Linked DNA regions of Mus musculus: region 1 is linked to region 2. Evidence: chromatin contacts called from public Micro-C data. All regions are on one chromosome and are shown on one strand. Each heading gives the region's core, a stretch centred on a gene start, on an enhancer-like site or on the middle of the called end of the contact. The rest is flanking DNA. Distances are from core to core; before and after follow the strand shown.

Region 1 (5,687 bases), core at 1,080-3,579, 65 kb after region 2:
CTTCGAGTCTGTTGATATTTGTACCTTAGAGTATGGAATTCTGTTATCCATTGTATGTAGACAAGGTTTTGTTCTAACCTTTTGATCAACAAACACTTTTATAAATATGCAATTGTCTTTCTGCTTTTTGTCTGTATAATGATTTTTAACTTGCAGTCTGTATTTCCCCTAAAGTTAGTACAGCTGCCCACTTCCGGTTTTTCATTATTTTATTTTCAAGTTATTTGTTCTTTTGTGTCTAAAGCAAGCTTACAGTAATCATAAAACAGCTGTCTCATATTTTCCATTTTAACTTAATTCAGTTTTTTTTTTAAGTGTCTCTTCTAATTGGTAAACTCAAGCCACATTCCTATCATTTCTCTAAATGTCCTGTATCATTTTCTCAAATAATTTTTCCTCTTCCAATATAACCATATTCTGTACATGATCTTTTTTTTCTATTGTGTCATCTGATTTCCTCTTCCCTTCTTTTCCAGTGTATTTATACTTTATTACATCAGTAGTTGCCTTGGAGAATGTAGCTACAAACCTGCAAAGCATATTGCAGTGTAGTTTGAGTTACTACCAACAATTCAAAAGCTATTACCACCCCATTTATTGTGTAATTGCTTCCTCTGGACTGAGATATTTCCTCCTGGGAGCTCACAAATTTTACCAAGAAGCTCATGAGACAAATGTGATTAATAAGCCATCCCACCCCACATACAAAGGGCATGTATGCAGCACACAACAGCAAGAGCAAAGGAGACCTTCTGCAAGACAGGGAACACTAGCAATGACGCAGTTGTCACCCATCACCCGTGCTGGGTGACCTGAGGATGTGTAACTGTCCACTGCCTGGCAGTACCGTCAACCACACTTCTCTAAGTAACCTCAATAAACTCTGTAAAGCCGGACTCCGGTGAGGTCATTTTCTTGGCCCATTGCTAGTGCCCGGTGTGGTGTGAACAATGTGTGTTCACACCTGCTCCACTCCATCTCTCCTCTAGGTTATTATTGTCACTTTACATCTTAATGCATTGTGGCCTCTTCGACATTGATCACTGTTGTCTTATTCATTTGTCTTTTAAAGCACATAGGAATCGAAAGAGGAGGTCAAACCCCAAAATGCAGTCCTACTGTCTTCTAACGTTACCTGTGTAGTTACTTTCACTGAAGATCTTTTCCTTTTATACAGCTTTGAGTTACCATCTAATGTCCTTACATTTCAGCCCAAGATACTTCTTTTAGCATATTTTTTAGTAGGGCAGAGTTACTGATGACAGTCACATGTTCTTTATCTAAAAAGAATACTTCAAATTTTCCTTCATTTTTGAAAGGTAGCTTTTGCCAGATACAAAATGACAAGTTTGGTTTTGTTTGGATTATTTTGTTGTTGTTGTTGTTTTTAGGGTTTGTTTTTGTTGGAGACAAAGTCTGACTATGTAGCCTGGGCTCACCTGGTTCTAGCTCTACAGAGACAAGACTGGTCTGGAACTTCCGGAGATGAACCTGCCTCTTGCCTTGTAAGTGCTGGAATTAAAGGTGTGTACCACTATGCTCAACTGTTTGGGTGGGTGTTTACATCTGTTCAAGCAGCATAAAAATCTCACCACCACCACCACCACCACCTGCACCATCCCAACCCCCACCTATGGCTACAGATGGCCTAGTCGGCCATCACTGGAAAGAGAGGCCCATTGGACACGCAAACTTTATATGCCCCAGTACAGGGGAACGCCAGGGCCAAAGAGAGAGAGTGGGTGGGTAGGGGAGTGGGGGTGGGTGGGTATGGGGGACTTTTGGTATAGCATTGGAAATGTAAATGATCTAAATACCTAATAAAAATGGAAAAAAAAAATCTATGTAAGTTCAGCTGCCCTTCCCAATTCAGTAACCATTATGCTATCTGAGTGAGATAAATACTACCCTGAAGTACCCTGTTTTTCATTAAAAAATGTATTCTGTGGAAAAAAAAAAAAGAAGCTGACTCTTGATTATTGACTATACAGAACACATGTCAAGTCGTCTCTTTCTGCTGTCAACATTTTCACTGTGCTTTGGTTTTTCTCAGTTTGACCATAGCATACCTTAGCATGGTCACACCTGAGATTCTCCAAACTGAGAATCTCCCTCTTGGAGGGAGGAGGAAGAGAGCAAAGCTACAAAGCTCAGGAAGTAACCAAATCTTAGCAGAAGCTCTTGAAGTCACAGGGCTCTCAAAGTCCTGCCCCTAGGTTATAAAAAACAGCAGCAGTGGCTGGAAAGAAGACACTCTCTGACCATCCCCGGGCAGCTCCAGGGATGCAGATTTCATGAGTCATTGCTGTGCTGAGGTGGACCCTCCAGTGGTGAGCTGTCTTTGAGTCATTCACGATCCTGTAAATAACTCCTCCCCCATAGTCCTGCAGAATCCGCCTCAGTAAACCCAGTGACTCACTAGGGTAGACTCAGGTGGACTCGTCTCTTTGGTCTGCTGTTGATGTCCTATATGGGGTGACAGACACTAGCATGCCCCGCCCCCATGTAGTATTGAATAATTTCATTGGTCCTGTGGGCTCCACTCTCTTAGCCTGCTCTTATCCATGTGGCCGGAGCGCTCTACTGACTTGTTCGTCTCAGCTATTGTACTTCCGAGCTCCAGGTTTCCTATCCAGTTTTTAAAGCTTTCACTTACTTGAATAATGGTCCATACTTATTCATCCACCATTCTTCTGAGTGCCTTCTCCATGACCTCATTGAGCATCAAGAAGAATTAAAGTGTGCTCTAGTAAACTCAATGTCTGGACTTCCTTGAAATGGCTTGTATTGCTTTCTTTCATGTTGAGAGTTAGATACTTTCGACTGTTTTAGTACAGTAACTCTGGAAATCTGATTTTCGTTCTCCCCAGGAATACCTGGTTTTATCTGTTAAGGGCTCCACCTATCTGTTCATGTGCTGACTTCCCTAAACTGTTTCTGCAAAAGTTACAGGCCTGGTGGTATGTGCTCACCTAGTCCCAGCTCCGTTGCCCTAACTGCCTGGAACTAATAAGAAGAGAAAAGAGAGGCAGCGTTCTGTCTCTCTAATTTCTTTGGGCAGATGCTGGTTCAGCCTGAGTGGGCTGAAACACGCTAGCCAGTCTTTATGCTACTCCCTGGAGCATGCATCAGACTGGGAAGAGTGCAGTTTCATTTGGAAGACAAGGTTTAGTAGCTACCCTGTCAGGAGACAATCAAGGCAGTAATACTGGGAATGAGAAGCTGATAACTGTGACACAAAACACTAAAATTTCTCTCTCTCTCTCTCTCTCTCTCTCTCTCTCTCTCTCTCTCTCTCTCTCCCTTCCTCTCTCCCTCCCTCCCTCTTTTCCTTCCTCTCCCCGTCTTCTCCCCCTCTTTTTCATGCACATGTGCATACATGCATTCGAGCACGTGTGTCTATATGTGTGTGTGTAGGGTTTTTACTGTGGCGAACAGACACTATGACCTAGGCAACTCTTATAAGGGCAACATTTCATTGGGGTTGGCTTACAGGTTTAGAGGTTCAGTTCAGTATCATTAAGGTGGGAGCAGGGCAGCATCCAGGCAGGCACGGTGCAGGAGGAGCTGAGAGTTCCACCTCCTGTTCTGAAGTCAAACAGAAACTGGCTTCCAGGCAGCTAGGAAGAGGGTCTTTAAAGCCCATGCACATGGTGACACATTTACTCCAAGGTTACACTGTTGTGCCCAGATTGTTAAACGCCCCACCCCCAAGAGACAAACAGGAATCACAACCCTCTGTAATCACATGAGGGTCTTTATAAAAGCTCCAGCTGGGGCCACCAACCTTCCTGATGGAACAGGAAAGAGAATGAACCCCCAGGTCTAAGTAAAGGGTTGATGAAGGAAAAAAAAACACAAGCAGGGTTTTTTCAAGCTTTGACATTACATGAGAGGGTAAAGGAATGCCATCCTTCACACCTGGTAACGTTTGTTCAGATATGGGGCAGAGCCACGCAGCTGGAAAGGGACCTTTCTGACCTGGGAAAAGTGACTTATGCTATCAGAAGCTGGTGTATTGTTACAACTGGCCACAGCTGTCTGGGAACACTTAATTGTCTCTTTTTCCTAGCCTAAGAGTGGGCTATTATCATTTCAAGGGTATTGGCTTCTGTTTCTTTCAAGGGCAGGAGCCATCTGCACTAGAGAAATGTTGGTTGTTCATCAAAAGGGGTGTGAGGCTGGGAATGCTGCTTTTCATCTGTTCCCAAGGCTGGCACTTGCCCCCCCCCCAATCACCCCCCCCCCCCGGGGGCGGGGGGAGTCACCAGGGGGAGGGAGTGCTAACTGCTCTGGCTCTGTGCAGGGTCAGGAGAGTGTAGGATTTGATGTGCACGTTTCTCAGGTCTCTTCAACACCTCCACTCTTTGGGTCAAAGATATTCAAACCACTACAGTTGGGGTGCACATACATGTATGTGTACACACATGTGGAAGTCAGAGGACAATCTAAGGTGTCATTCCTCAGATGCTTTCAGCATTTTGTTAGAGATAGGGTCTCTAGATGGTTTTGATTTTTGCCAAGTGCACTCCCAGGGACCAAACTGCTCTACCTCATTTTGCCATTTCTGGACATATAGATTGTTGTGTATGGGTTTCCTCTGGGATTGAAGACATTTTATCCTGCAGGGACGCTCCCGCAGGATGTTAACAGGGAGTTAAACAATTCAAACTAGCTTTAGGAAGTCCCTGAAACTGACCAGATTCACTAGGCCCCCTCCCTCCCAGAGCAAGCAATAAAGACTACCGAGACTCACTCTTAGACATGCAAAGCTGCAAAGACTCTGAGAGCAGACCAGCTCCCTGGAAAAAGCAAAGACTAGCAGAACTTGGAAGGGGTTCCTTGGACAGAGTACTCTCTAACCTGCTGAGCTGCCTGCAGGCTGTGTAGTGTGCTCCAGGTTCCTAGCTTTGTGAACTGTGACCCATGCTGGGATAGGCTTTGGTGATACAGTTGTCTTTTGAGTCATTTCTGCTCCTGTAAGTAACACTTGATCCATATTCCTATAAGTAACATGAATAAATTCCAGTGGTTCACCATGTTAGACATTGGTGGTATCTGTACTTTAGCTTGCTGTGGTCTCCCAGGTAAGATGCATAGACATGTATCTTGTATCTCCCCAGGAAAAGTCTTGTCACACACATGAGGGCAAGCATTGCATTTGACTTTTTACATGAGTTCTAGGATCAAAACTCAACTCTTATGCTCATGAGGCAAGAACTGTATACCATGACAAAGCCGTCTCCCCAGCTTGACTGTCTACTCTGTTGGTCACACAGATCCCCTGAATACCTCAAGGATTTCCCTAGACTCCAGATCTTCCAAGAAGTTGGAATCCCAGTTTCCAAGCTCAGTTAGTTGTTAGAAAAAGCCAATTCCCAGAGTTTCGTATTCCTCCTATTTCCTGTGATACATCACATTCTACCATTGTGTGGCTGACTTTATTCTTTCCATGCTTGCAAATGTATCTAGAGAATCTTATTCTCTACTTGGAAATAAGTTATCATTTATACTCACCCAGAAAAATCTTCAAAAGGGGTCCATTCAGCAACATCTTAGACGGTTGTCAATGGCCTTGGTGTTGAAGATCCTATTGTGTAACACTATTTCTGGAGAGATATGAATAAATGTCTACTCATTCCAGACTGGAAAACAATGTATAAGAATTTCACCAATATCTGATTTGG
Region 2 (5,741 bases), core at 1,753-4,252:
CCCACAGCCCTTCGTTCTTTCTGTGGTTTTAACATTTACTCCAGATTCTAAACTCCAATCTGAAGACTTGGAGCTAGGAGCTAGGTAAGAGAGCACATGTGGTGTTTGTCCTTGTGGGTCTGAGTTACTTCACTCGGTGTCATATTTACTCGTTCCGTCCATTGACCTGCAAATTTCATGATTTGCCTGGTTAATCATTCCCTTGATTAGAAAGAAGAATCTCTTCTCATTAGCTTTCACTCAACAACTATTTTGTTGGATATTAAGGTATAAAAAGCTGCTTGATTCTGGCTCCATTTGATTGAAGGGCTCTCTCATCCTTTCACTGTTAACCCTTCAGGCTTTTCTAAGCTCATCCCAGCTCCTGAATAATGACATGGAAGCTGATATTTATTTACAATGCTTTGGGCCTTAGCTTAGGCTTGCTTCCCAACTAGCCCTTAACTTATATTAACCTGTTTATACTAGTCTATGTTCTGCCACACCTCTCCTCAGTTTCATATGTCTGACTTCCTCTGCTCTCTCTCTCTCTCTCTCTCTCTCTCTCTCTCTCTCTCTCTCTCTCTCTCTCTCTCTCTTTCCCCTGCCTTTTGCTATAGGCCATAGGCATTTTATTTTAACCAATCAGAATGTGCCTTAGGTAGGCAAGGAAGAACAGAAACACAACTTCACAGTGTCTAAAGCTGAGATGAGTTCCTTGTAGACAACAGAAAGATGAATTCTGTTTCTGATTCCATTCAGCCAGCCTGTGTTATTTGCTTGGAGAATTGAGATCACTAATATTTAACTTTAGCACTGAAAGGTGTGTGTGGTCTATAGTCATCTGTTGCTGTGTTCTTAGTCGTGGCTTGTGTGTCGGGTACTATAGCTTCATTTGTTTTCTTTCTATAGTCTCTTATCGATCCTTATTAAACTCTTCGGTCCTAAGTATTGCTTCTCTGTTCTGTTTAAGGTTGTTCTGCTGGGTATGAACTATTTTAGGCTGTCTGAGTCATGAAAAGTTTTTTCCCTTTCAGCTATGGAAGATACTTTTGCTGGATACAGTAGTCTGGATTGGTACTAATGGCCTTTGAGATAGAGTACATTGCTCAAGGCTCTTCTGGATTTCAAAATTTCCATTGAGAATTCACCTGTTATTTTGACGGGGTTTCCTTATATATAACTTATGGGTTTTCTTTTCCTGCTACTTACATCTTTCAAGTTTTTTTTTTCCTTTCTTCTGGATATTTAATTTTTTAATTATGATATGCTATGGGGAATTCCTTTGCTGTTCTTGTCTATTTTATGTTCTGTGGGCTTCCTGTGTCTGTGTGGATATGTCTTTCTTCAGTTTTCCAAAGTTTTCTTCTATTATTATTTTGTTGAAGAGTTGGTCTATGCTATTGACTTGGATTTGTCTCCTTTATCTATGCCTATAATAGATAGGTTAGGTTTTCTGATCCTGGCAAGTAGTCCCTTCCTTGTGCTTTTTTTTTTTTTTTTCAGATTATTTTCTTATATGGTCTGCTTCCTCTACTTTATATTCAAGTCCTGATAGTCTAACTTCTACTTGATCCACTCTGCTTGTAGGCCATGCCCTTGAGTTTCCTACTGGAGTATTCTGTTTTTCAAGTCCATCTTCATTTCAGCATGAGTCCTTTCCAGCATTTCTCTTTAGTGAATTTAGATTTCAAATCCTGAAAGGTTTTCATCATTTTCCTCAGCATCTCAGTTGTATTTTTTTAGACAACACTCAGACATTCCATGTTATTCTCTTAAAATTCGATGAAATGTCTATTTGTGTCTTCTTTAGACTTGAATTCTTTGATAAAATTTATGATCTCTTAAATTGTGTATTCTCTGATTCATCGAGGTAATTCTCATTAGAAGGCATTTCGATAGGACTATTTATTGGGTTTGATGGTATAAATGCTACCTTGGTCATTCATCTTGACTTTGCTTTCATGATGTGTCTTGGGTGTGTGGACTTTTTCCCTTGGCCGTATGTCTAATGTAAGAGTCTGTCTGCTTTAGATTGGCCCTGTGTAGGATCTGTGTGACCAGAGCTGGGCCAGGTAGGCTGATGCATGTGCTGTTTGGTTGGATCTAGGTCTGTGAGTAAGAAATGGGTTGGCAGGGTTGATGGAAGAGGGGAGTGGCTGAGAATCAAGCAAAAACAAAGGCAGCTCACAGCCTTGGTCTGGAGCTAGGCTTGTGGGTATGGAGATCTCCACTGTGTGCCTCGTTGCCCACCACAAAGGCCACACGACATCTGTCACAGCCTACTTACAATCCCGTCCCTGTGTGCTTCTTTGGGGTATTATAATGTATTCACCAGTCCATTAGCCTTTGGGCAATGTTGTTCCCACACTTATGAGGTCAACTCCATTCATAGAGGAGGCATACCACCCTGTACCACATAGAGGATTTTATCCACTGGAATCCACTGGCACTGCACTCTCACATGCTTGGTGTTAGCTGCAGATTCTAGCAGCTATTTCAGGCAGCAAGTATCTCTTTCCTATCACATGCTGTACCACTTGGGGAACTATAGCTTTATTGTGATTGTTCTCTCTCTCTCTCTCTCTCTCTCTCTCTCTCTCTCTCTCTCTCTCTCTCTCATATATGAGTGCTTCACTCACTTGAGATCAGCCTCATTTTCATGTCTTATGATCCATCACAGGGGTCATGCACCTGATTCTCGCAACTCACCTTTGATTCCGTTCATCTCTGAGTGTCAAGTAGGTTGTGTGACTTTTCCTGGGGAGATCTGAACAAGGCTATTCAACCTGGATAGAACGCAGATGATAGACCCGGGGTGTGAGTGTAGCTTGATGGCCTAGTACATCTATTGAGGTTACTTACAGAAAGTATGGCGGACCTAATGGCAGCTGCATCATGGAAAAGCCCAGGCGATGACTCACAAAAGCTGCATTCCCCAGAGCTCTCTGCACAACTTGCAGGCAACTCTCCTGGAGAGTCTCCTTCTCTAGCAATTCTTGACTGCCTTTATAAGCCTGAAGGGGGCACTTCTGAGTCTCTTGACTTTCTGACCTTCCGGAGCCCTGTGCTTTTCCTCAGTGTGTCTTACCTTTGATGAGCCTCTTTCCTCCGTCCAGGAGGGGGCGCTTCAGTCTAGAAAAAGCAGCTAGAAAACAGCCATGTTTCCAGCATGCCTATATAAATTCCAGTGTCCACTCCCTCTATGCTGACTATTTTATGGGAGGAGAGGTCAGCATGTGGGGGGTGGGGGTGGGGCAGTTAGTGTGTACGCATGAATGTATATGTCATATGACCACATGCAGAAACCAAAGAAGGACACCAAGTGTCTTCCTCCATCCCTCCCTGCCTTAATACCTTGTGACAGGGTCTCTAACTGAACTGGAAGCTGGCCATTTTGGCTAGGCTGACTAGCCATCGAGATAATGGGATCTCCCCATGTCTACCACTGAACAGTGGGGTCACAGGCAAGGGATGGTTAGTGTTTAATTGTCAGCTTGACAAAAATCTGGCTTCAGCCAGGATATGAGCCTCTGAGCATGCCTATGAGAGATTATCTTGATTACTTTCGTGTGGGAACGTCTGCCCACTGTGATTGAATGACACCATTCCCTGACTGGGATCTTAAAGTGTCTAAATGGAAGATGGAATTGAGTAGAGGCCATTCATTTTTTTCTCCTTCTTTTAACTGTATATATAATGTTACCAGCCACTTCAAGGTGCTGATGTCTTGATTTCTCCATTAAGGTGGACTATGGACAAAAATAAGCCCTTCTTCAAGCTTCTTTGGTTCGAGTGTGTTTTATCACAACAAACTTTATTTTAAAGTGTAATACAAGGAACGTGCAGCTATGTGTGATTTTTTTTAAGTTGGGGCTGGATTTTAATTCAGGTGCTTCTTTTGCTATGCAAGTGCTCTTAACCCACTGAACCAACTCCTAACTCCCAGCTCCCAGCTCCCAGCTCCCAGCTCCCAGCTCCCAGCTCCCAGCTCCCAGCTCCCAGCTCCCAGCTCCCAGCTCCCAGCTCCCAGCTCCCAGCTCCCAGCTCCCAGCTCCCAGCTCCCAGCTCCCAGCTCCCAGCTCCCAGCTCCCAGCTCCCAGCTCCCAGCTCCCAGCTCCCTCTGTACTTCTGTCTTTCTATGGGTGCATTTTGAAAACTACAGAGTCCTCGTGACAGATGAATAAAACAACCCTGCCATAGTAAGTCCTAATTTCTGGGTTCTCTAAACAGAAGCTCATACACACAGGGTTCCTGAACTCAGAAAGATTTACAGCATAGAGGCTTACCTTGGCTCCAAGGTCTGGAAGTTGAAGAATATGATCAAGGTCACTAAGGAAGAAAGAAGTGCAGTAGGCATGCACAGTGGGCATGCGTAGTAGGCCTGAACAGTAGGCATGTGCAGTGTGCTTACACATTAAGCATATGCAGTGGGCTCCTACAATAGGCATGTGAGGCAGGCACCCACAGAAGCAGCAAAGCAGGAGGGGCAGGCTTGCATTGCAATAACTAGATCCACCATAACTAACTCATTCTTATGAGAACATCACGGTGCTTAGGAGATGCCCCAAGATATAATCACCACTCCTCAAGGTTCTTACTTCCCAGTACTACCACAAAGGAGACAAATTCAACTTGAGCCTGGGAATATTAAAAAAAAAAAATGTCAGTGATGAACTGGTTTTGCAGATGAGTGTAAAGTCATGCTGGTAAGAGGAGAGAACTAGGGTTTCTGCATGTGATCACAGGGTCCCTACCAAAAAAAAAGGTGTCAGAAGAATACAACAATGGAGGTATGCAGAAGTTGGGGTGGCATGGTCCCATGGGTATAGGAGTGTCAGAAGGTCCAAAATAAGGTGCCACTGCTAAACCTCCAGGAGGGAAAAGCTGTGTTCCTGTGATCTAGGTCGAGTACCACCAACTTCCTGGCATAAGCTCATGAGAGCACCACTGTAGGTCACGTTTCCTACCAGGAGTGGGGTGTCCATGTTTCACACTCACAGAGCATCCCTGGACCCTAACAGAGTAGCTTAGGAAGAGTTGGTGGAGCCACAGGAGAACCAGGCTGTTGAGACAGTCCAGTGAGCTGGTGTGGGGCTTTCTTCCCAAACAGGCTTGTAGCCCTGTTCTCTTCCATGCTGACAGAGTGACTAGGGGAGGTGCAACAGGGGAAGAGGGAGAGGTTTCCCAAACAGTGGAGTAACTACCACATAGTGGCCTTCCAGAATAGCTAAGGGGTGGGGTGTGGAGAGCTCACCTAGTGGGACAGAAGTCCTTGCATTATGTTAATACACAAATGTTATGTAAATACACACGCCCAAGGGCAGAGCACCAAGAATGATCTGTTTTTACCCAATCGGCTTTTGCCTCCAGTACTATGCATGAGAGAGTATTTACTGGATGCTTGTGTATTCTAGGGGAGAGTTAGCCATACTTGAATAAGCAAAACAAACTCCTGACTTGGAGTGACCCTGAGTGTCATGGGGAGATTTGAGTCACCTGCGCCTGTCACAGGCTGAGTTCTTGATGGGGAAAGAGAGCCTAATTCTGGGTGCCCAGAATCCTCACATCACCCCTGAGGGATCTGCTTTTATTATCCCAATGTTTGGGTGGAGAAAACTGAGACCACCAAAGAATGGTCATTCATCATAACCTAGCCATACCCAGACAATTCAGAGAGACCTCACAGGATCCTGGCCTCCATTATGAGAACAAGCAGGGACAGGACAGCATGTTATACATGGGCAAACTGAGGTCTCAAG

Evidence for each region. Hi-C and Micro-C count contacts between places; a contact is called where the count stands out from the background.
Region 1: a Micro-C map of trophoblast stem cells shows a contact between it and region 2, with 2.0 times the contacts expected there. The contact joins two enhancer-like sites. A contact is called at or near these places in 2 of 15 datasets of contacts at CTCF or cohesin (the G1E-ER4 cell line and embryonic stem cells), 15 of 484 Hi-C or Micro-C datasets (the G1E-ER4 cell line, cumulus cells, embryonic stem cells and 2 more) and 6 of 115 datasets of contacts at active chromatin or transcription factors (bone marrow-derived macrophages, embryonic stem cells and microglia).

The regions. Positions count from the first base shown.
Region 1 is chr1:35,901,857-35,907,543 of GRCm38.p6, forward strand. No RefSeq gene overlaps it. Among named protein-coding and RNA genes, the nearest start is that of 1110002O04Rik, 35 kb to the left of the region's middle. Within about 2 kb of position 2,330, at least 32 of the 459 cell types and tissues checked have an H3K27ac peak or open chromatin away from gene starts, as enhancers often do. A contact at or near this core is called in trophoblast stem cells, where this site is marked.
Region 2 is chr1:35,836,594-35,842,334 of GRCm38.p6, forward strand. No RefSeq gene overlaps it. Among named protein-coding and RNA genes, the nearest start is that of 1110002O04Rik, 30 kb to the right of the region's middle. Within about 2 kb of position 3,003, at least 8 of the 459 cell types and tissues checked have an H3K27ac peak or open chromatin away from gene starts, as enhancers often do. A contact at or near this core is called in trophoblast stem cells, where this site is marked.